Regions from separate parts of the Zea mays genome. Here region 1 is linked to region 2. The links are chromatin contacts, called in public Hi-C maps. All regions are on one chromosome and are shown on one strand. The core of a region is the stretch at or near the end of the contact, and the rest is flanking DNA. Distances in the headings are between cores, read along the strand shown.

Region 1 (4,312 bases), core at 69-2,568, 910 kb after region 2:
ACAACTAACAAATACATGTGTGCACTGAAATCGAGGGAGTAAGTCACCCTGCTTCTGCTGCTACGTACTGTAGCAGCTTGGGTAGAGTGAAACCGCCGAACGCTCTGTCGCCGCCACAGATACTGGACCGGGCGGTGAAGTGAACCGTTGTTCACACACACTCTCAGTATGATATTGATACCCCTGTCTCTGCAAGTGCAAGTAGGCGTGTGAATGAATGGAATTCTGAACCCACACGTATAGTAAGTACGTACGTCGACGTGGGGCAGACGGCTCCAGCCTCCATGCATCAGGCTAACTGACAAATTAAACTGAAAAAGAGGCATGCCTGCCATGCCATGCCATGCTCGCCGGTGATGATAGCGCTAACTGACAAACTGAAAGATGCCTGCGTTGCCTAGCTACCGAAGGAAATGTGAACGCTAGTACGTACGTGCAGTCAGCGCGGCGGGAGTAGTATGTAGTGCAAGCATGGGTGAGCACTGGGAAGACAGCAGCTCCACGCCGCCACTTGAGCTGCTAGATACTTGACCAGATAGTTGTTAAAACGCACAAAGGAACAAAAAAAAGTCTGGATTATTTTTTCCTTAAGAAAGTTAGAATCATTTACGTAATCTTTATTATACTCAGATTCTTCTAACAGTCATATTTTTAGAAAAAACTAGTCAGAGAAAAGTTAAACCAAACATACCCTATATTATTAAGCTCTTGAGCACCATCTTTGTTGCTCCTGCTGCTTTGCCTTTCTGAAAAGATCCAACAGGGAAAGGAACGCCCATCTTTTCTTCTTCTTCCGCCTTCTTTTGTACAAAAAAAAAAGGCGCTCAAGCTAGGCCTGAAACCGGACCAAGTTCAATTCGTTCTCTCCGGTGGGCCACAGACATATATATATATGTGTGTGTTATATATATGCTGTGCTTTCTTGTGGCCAGCAAATCGGCTCATCATGCTGTGATATATACGTTCATATATAGCTTCTTTATTTGAGAAATCTGAACCTACTACATATAGCTGATTCTACTACTTCCGTGCGCTATGCTATCCAAACTAAAATGTGAGGATTTTAAAATCATCGTTCTGGATCTCAGTTGGAATTTATAAAATTCAGCGTACAAATTTCAGTAGAATGGATCTCAAATTGGAAGAAGCAGGCCCGGCCCAATTCCAGAATCATCGTTAACAAGCGGCCAGACTAGATACGAGGGTGGGCCCAGTTATCAAGGTGATTGTGTGAAGTGTAGAGCGCCCACCTCCGTCAGCTGGGCACACGTAGATATAGCAGTAGCAGCAGCGGAGCTGTTCGACGAAATGCCGCCATGGCCGCCGTGTCTCCAGCCTACCCTCACCACCGCTCGCCGCGCCACCGTATTCTCCAGGACGAGATGTCTCTCTTCTACCCCCGCCTCTCCTACCTACGAGCAGGTAAGACCCATGTGCCCTGTCGCCGCTAAGCTCTTTTCATGCCATGATGTCCCCCGCCCGCCGCAGCGTTTGAGCTTGGTGTCATCTCGTCTGTGCAGGGGCAGCACGAGGAGGAGCCATCGTTGGTCGTTGTGGGGGGCGGCGCGGCGGGCGTGTACGCCTCCATAAGGGCCAAGACCCTTGCTCCGCACCTCAACGTCGCGGTTGTGGAGAAAGGCAGGTTCTTGTCCAAGGTCAAGATCTCCGGCGGTGGCCGCTGCAACGTAACCAATGGCCATCACCTTGAGCCCATGGTAACGAGCAATCTCGCGTCATACTCCTATCTTGGTCGCGGTCGGTGCCCACGCCATCATCCGGCCTGTCACTGCCGTTCTCGTGCTGCTGCAAACATATTTAGCAGTGCCCGTTGTTCTGGGGTTTGCAGGGACTGGCGAGAAATTATCCAAGGGGGAACAAGGAGCTCCGAGGATCCTTCTTTACCGCTCACGGTCCGCAGGATACCATGCGCTGGTTCACAGATCACGGTGTAAAGCTTAAGGTAGCCGACTAGTTGCTTCAGGATCTTGTATTCTGTATGCATTCCTCCGCAGCTACTGGTTGCTAATGTTGCTCCCTTCCTCATGTTGGTTGTCATGTCACTGTCAGACGGAGGACGATGGCAGAGTCTTCCCTGTCACTGACAATTCAGCTTCAGTTGTAGACTGTCTACTGAACGAAGCAAGAAGGCTTGGGGGTACCTCTTGCTAATTAATTATTATCTTTCCTGTTGATTTCCCCCTGATGCTGTGGCCACCACTCCCTGACCACTTCAAAACCAAATGGAAGTTTCTCTGCAGGCCGGCAAAACTGTGTCTAGTGCATCTGTTGCTCAAGACGGGAAGTTTGTTCTCAAGGTGGAGAAGCGTACTGCCGATCTTGTTGATTATATCAACGCTAATTACATCTTGGTTGCTACAGGTAGCAGCCAACATGTACGTAAATTCTTTTTTGCCCCTCTCGTTGCAAATTCATATCTTTTCACCATATCATAGGGCAAAATGGTACGCAGTTAACGTCTTGCTTACCTGTAGGGCTATTCAATCGCTGCACAACTCGGTCATTCCATTATTGCACCAGTTCCCAGCTTGTTCACATTTAAAATCGCAGACAAGCGGCTGGCTGATCTCGCCGGGGTATGCATCCACATAAACTGTTTCAAATCCCATGCTAAGAGATAAGAATTACTCTATCCAGTAATAGAATAGTGATAATTTATAAGTCGTGCAGCCAAATTACATGAGTTTCCTCTGTTTACCTGCCTACTAGTATCCATAATTTAATTGCTACTGAGGAGGAACATGATTAAACATCAAGCATGCGTCTTACAGAAGGAAGCCTCACCGCACAGCTGATTTTTGTTCATAACAGGAGTACTGAGCGGCAATGACTTTTACCCCTGTGTTTTCTGCTATGTAGGTTACATTTCCAATAGTCAAAGCAAAACTGAAGCTAGATGGTGTTCAAAAAAGTGTTCCCGAGTTAACTCAGGTGAACATGCCATTTCTTTTCAGCAATTGGCGGGCTCTTAGAGAGGTAGTCAACTGGTTATACACATCGCTTGCAACAAGTGACTTGTCTTTACAGACTGGGCCTATGTTAGTAACACACTGGGGGCTTAGTGGGCCTGTTGTGCTGCGATTGTCGGCATGGGGAGCACGTGAGCTACATCAGTGCAACTACCAAGGTATGGTGCAATTAAAGTATACAGAACTGTCACTAGATTCACAATTGGGGGCAATGGCATCATTATTATATTTTTCTAGTTTTGTAGTCTGTGATCATCATTGTATTCAGTAGATCCAGAACACTCCCTTGCATCTTTCTTTTGTTTAGAGTTCCAGGGAGTCCCTTGCACTTACCGTTATTCTTTTTCTTACTTTCTAGCCATGTCATGCTTTACTTTGCTGAGTTGTCATTTATGGAATTATGCATGCTAGCAAAATTCTTAATGATCTGAGTCTTCGTGCTAGAATTTTTTTACAGTCTTAAGAGCATTTGGGCACCTATGGACCAGTACTTTGATATACTAAATTTATTATATCATTTAGAATGTTTGTTGTTTGTCCTCATAAATCCAAATGTTTGGTATGGTACTTTCTGCTTACCTTTTATGGCACCTTGCTGAGTACAAACATGTTGCATATCCTGTTGTCTTCTCGTTTCTCTGGTGATCCAAGCGTTACTGTTTTACCTCTTCATCTGATATGTTCCTTTTCAGTTTCTTTCTATGTCTATGACCAAATATACATTAAAATTGAGAAGAAGAAATCTGATGGTTGACTTTCCGTATGCTCAACAGTATCCACTTTCCTCATTTCTCTCTACACAGGAAATCTTATGGTTGACTTTGTACCTGATATTCATATCGAGGACGTGAAGCGCGTCCTATTCCACTACAAAGATCAGCATGCGGTCCATTTCTTTCTTTGTAGCTTTTCCTTTACCCACTAAAGTTTGTGCCATAAATCTTCAAAAGAATCTAAATCTGTCGCCGGTTTAACTACTCTTGATTTGCCTTTTCTTTAATGAGCTGAAAAAAGTGTTCTCGAGTCTGCAATAGTTATGTGTCTTACTACTAATTATTTGGCTTGCTGAGATGATCTTTGACTTTGCCAGCAGGAATAATAATTGCAGCTTCCTGGTCTATCACATTCGAATACTTTTACCAAAGTTTTAAACGCCCTTCAAAATCATGAGAGAAATATTCTAACAGTTAAATGAATAAATAATGATGAATTTGAACTGCAGAAGCACAAAGTGAGTAACACGTTCCCCACGGAGTTTGGCCTGGTGAAGAGATTTTGGAGATTCCTGCTAGAACAGGAGGTGATACAATTACTGAATAGTGCTT
Region 2 (4,247 bases), core at 1,323-3,822:
ACATATACTATGGAGACGAGACGACGACAGATACAAATGCGTTAGGAATAAAGAAAGTGGCTCTTGCTGGCTGTCTCAAGGGAAGAAGAGAAGGCTGAGTAAGCAACAAGCAGGAACAGATGAAGAGCCTCCACACACAGACGCTAGATTCAAGGACCATGACAGCGACTCCTACTCTGGCCTACTACCGTACCATTTGTGTGGTGTGGTGTGGTGTGGCTAATGATAATAATAATTGAGCAGCGGCGACGTCGTCACCGCGCGATATCAGCAACAGCTAGCTTAGCTAATCAGAGAGCTGTTTGTATATAATGAGCTCATTGCAAAATTTTTTATTTGATTGACGACAGATGTGTAGCTTGTCACTGCAAGTTTGGAAAATATGCATGCATGTAGCAGATCAATAGTGGCGCAAAACTCTTTGTGGCGACTAGATTATATCGCCGTGTCTTTTGATCCGAGATGGAATTCACGATCAAATGGATGTTTCTTGGGTATGTATGTATGTATGTATGTATGTATGTATGTATGTATGTATGTATGTATGTATGTATGTATGTATGTTTCGAAACACCAAAAATCAAAGGAGAGCTGCTACTAGCTTATTATTACCAAGACAGGCGTCGTCCAAAGAACAAGGTAGCGATCAAACTAATTAATCTCGTTCGAATAAGATATATATCGATGGCGGGCGGTTGCTGGAAACTGGCTTCAACTTGTATCGAAGCATCCAATCGATGCGTTTCCCGGGTCTAACAAGGCATCTTTAATTAAATTTTTTTCCTTTCTTGTGAAGATAATATATATGTAATTCATGTAGGTGGGGTAATCGGTCGCGCGAGGCTTTATTTTTACTCAAAAGATAATATATGTAATTCCTGTAGAGGCTGTATGCTTGTAGCGAGTGATCTGGGATAGATCGTTGCTCATCTTTTTACCAGATCGGATTACCATGTTTAAAACACGGAAGCAAACTTAACAAGTGGTTTAATTATTAGTGGGTGCATGGAAATTATTAAGTAAAAAAAAGAAAAGAAAAGACTGGGCAGTAGATTGTAAGAAAGTGGGCAGTAGCTAGGAATCTAGGATATAAAAAAGGGAGAGGCAGGCATGCACTCACTCGACACTACAGGCTACTTACTGCAGGTAGAGTGGAGGGGTGGATGGATGGATTTGAAGTCCAAGACAATGCAAGCCTAGATGGAATGGATTGTTTATATAAATATAGTATTAGGTCCACCCACTGGTTGTTAGCTTGGGAGATCGATGACTAGATGATGAGACGAAGGGCATCCATCCGTCCGTCCGTCCGTCTCTAACCACAGTCAGCACCCAGGCCATGCATGCAAACCTTTGATTTGAAGAGAGGTTACTAGCTAGTAAGCATCAACGCCGTACGTGCGGCTAGCTAATAAGCCAGCTCTGCAATTTGGTGCACAAAGAAATGAGGGGAGGGTCTGGTCTGGTTGGTGGACCCGTGCCACCGCGTAAGCTCGTGGACCACCCAACGAGGAGGAGGTGGTGGGGACGGGAATGCAATTGCAAGGAAGAAGAAAGGGGGAGGGGAGGGGAGATGGCCCCCGCCCGCCACTAATTGTTTTTGGGGTTGGGGGTGTCACACGTGATAAATCCCCTTCGCCTGCCTCCATGCCTTTGTCCTCAGATGATCTCTCTCTCTCTCTCTCATGATTCTGCGTATCTCGCCCATCAGCTGTAGCTGGCATCAGAACCAACGGAAAAGGGCAGCAGGGTGCACTATAGGAGCGGGCACTGATGGAGTGATGGGAGTCGTCACCAGTGATTTCCAACGCGATCCATCTCCAGCTTTTTCATCAGTCTTGTTTTTACTGCACGAGACAAACCAATCTTCATCACAAATCAGTTTTTTTTTACTGCACAAGAGAAGCCATAGCAGGCCAGCACAAGGGCTCGCTATAGCTAAGGTAGATAGATATAGACAGCGAACGATATGTAAAACGAGCGAGAGATGCAGATGCCTAGGCTTTGTCGTAAAGAAACAACTCGGCGGCAAGTAGCTGGAGAGGAGACGGCTCCTACTCCTGCTCTGCTCCTGTGGTGGTTACACCAGCAAATAAACTCCAAGCTGCCCCAACAGTAGCGAAGGGAAGGGAGGGAGGGGTTAGTTAACCCTGGCCTGCCCAGCAACCAATTCATACATTTAATTTAATAAAGTGGGGGCAAAAAATCATTTCTTTTTTGGAGGGAGGAGGCACGCATTATTCCATATTTGGTGCTGTTGTTAGTGGGTGCTGCTATAGCCAAGCACAGCTTCAGCTCCAGCTTCTTGTCCCCTCCCAGCCCTTTTCCATATCACTCGAGGTCAAGGAGGAGAGGGAGGGAGCTCAGACTCTTGCCTGCCTGGTGCTCTGCAGAGGAGAGAGAGGAGGAAGAGGAGGAAAGGGAGCTATAGATTAGCTCCTTTTTTTTCTTTCTTTCTGGAGCTGTTATTTTATCCGGGGAAGGATCTGGTTTTGTCCCCCGTATTGGGAGGATTTATTATCTTTCTCCTTCTTCCCCCTCCCCTCGACCCTCTCAGCCTCACCAGGATCAGCTTTGTTGCTGCGGAGGCAATCCCTGTCGCCTGCTCCCTCCCCATGAGAGTACCACGCCACGCACACCCTTCAGGTCCAGCTCGCCTCCCCTCCCATTTTCTCAGTACAATCTGCACCATGCTGCTGCATGAGCAGACGGAATTCTTCTATCTGGTTCGCCCGATGAGAAGAAAAAAAAAAGTAGTCTGAATTCTGCTTTCTCACGCTTGCTGTTCATCGCTTCCCGAGCCGATTAGCAGAGAGTCGGTAGGGTGCTGCTGTTTCTTCTCTCTGAATTTGGATGGAGAGACTGAGCTCCGAATTCAGTTTCGACACGGACGCGGGACGATGAATCAGTTGGTCTTTTTTTTTTCTTTTTCTTGTGCTGCTGTTGGGTTTTCTGAGATTGAGGTGGTGGCACGCGCACGCGCTCACCAAAGTTCTTCCTTCCCTCGCTCTGCCGTACGCACCGACGACCAAAGTTACTGATGATGCTGCCGAACCACGTAGTATCCCGGTTCCTTCGAATTCTCTCTTTGTTTCTAGCGTTGGGGCCCTCGGGGTTGGGGATGGATGAATTCTCCGAATTCCCCCTTCCTCTTTGGATGTTTCTACCATTGGAAGAAAGCCAAGCTCTGTTCCCTTTACTCCTGCCCTTTTTTTATGTGGTTCTATTTGTGCTGTGTTGCAATTACTTATTACTGCACCCCAAGTGCGTTTTTCGACCAAGGAAATCTTACGTCTTTTCATCTTCTTCTCTGTTATCTAGTATTATACAGCCGCATCTGTTGTTGCAGCTGTTCGGATTGGTATAGCTGCAATCCGTAGAAATACTGTGCCAGTCACAACTGAATTAAAGCTGCGGGTGTTTTTTTTTTTTTGCCTCCTAATTCTCTCCTGCTTTCAGCCACTTTTACGTCGTGAATATATAGTTTCTACTAGAATTTTTTTTGTTGTTTTTGTTGTGTGTGCCTCAAGACCGTGGACGAGGAGGCTAAGCAGTTTTATCTCTTCTCCCAGATTGAACAGAAAAAGGGCTTATTAGTTCGAATTATTTGATTTTTGGTTTCTTGAGGCGTGTGATTGTTTGTCTTGGTATAGCAGATCGAATTTTGTTTCGTACTAAACCGTTTTTTGCGAACAAAGTTTCTGTTTTTTTTTGGGTACTAAATCGGCGTGTCATTTATACTGCTGCAGAGAAGAGAGAACTTATAATCGATCTTGGATTTCTTGTGACTCGATTTCAGGAACGCCGTAAGCTGAAGCTTTCAGTCGGCTGCTGAAACCTCGTTCATCAGTCAGTCTCCAAGGCGGTTCGATCGTGGTGGCCATCATCAGCCGAGCGGCCAGAGCTGCACGATGGCTACCTACTACTCGAGCCAGGGCAGTGAAAGGGAGCCGTCGCAGAACATGTACTCCAGAGACCCCGGCAATGGCACCGCGTCCTACCCTCCTCTGCCGTCGGCTCTGGGGAACTTGCTCTACTTGAACAGCCCGGCTTCTGGCGGGCCGTACACGGATTTCGGCGGCGTCCAGCAGGACTGCATCGAGATGCCTGAACCTGGACATCCTTCGGTGATGTCCCATGACTCGTCTGCCAGGGAGATCGAGCCCGACATGCTGGGGCAGCAGCGGCGCTCGTTCGGCCTAGCCAGAGGCATGAAGGACGAGGTGCTGATGCGCATGATGGATGGA

What was found. A called contact is a pair of places that touch in the nucleus more often than the background predicts.
Region 1: a Hi-C map of leaf shows a contact between it and region 2, with 8 times the contacts expected there. The contact joins the promoter of LOC100192078 here to the promoter of LOC100192481 in region 2. A contact is called at or near these places in 2 of 25 Hi-C or Micro-C datasets (leaf and leaf mesophyll).

What each region holds. Positions count from the first base shown.
Region 1 is chr1:184,578,006-184,582,317 of Zm-B73-REFERENCE-NAM-5.0, forward strand. LOC100192078 (FAD/NAD(P)-binding oxidoreductase family protein) reads left to right here and starts at 1,319. Exons shown (of 15, transcript NM_001137501.1): 1 at 1,319-1,422; 2 at 1,521-1,715; 3 at 1,847-1,960; 4 at 2,068-2,155; 5 at 2,248-2,393; 6 at 2,493-2,594; 7 at 2,878-2,949; 8 at 3,046-3,145; 9 at 3,791-3,873; 10 at 4,210-4,287. The coding sequence starts at 1,713.
Region 2 is chr1:183,671,627-183,675,873 of Zm-B73-REFERENCE-NAM-5.0, forward strand. It overlaps LOC100192481, which reads left to right and starts at 2,573. Exons shown (of 5, transcript NM_001137701.1): 1 at 2,573-2,646; 2 at 3,800-4,247. The coding sequence starts at 3,912.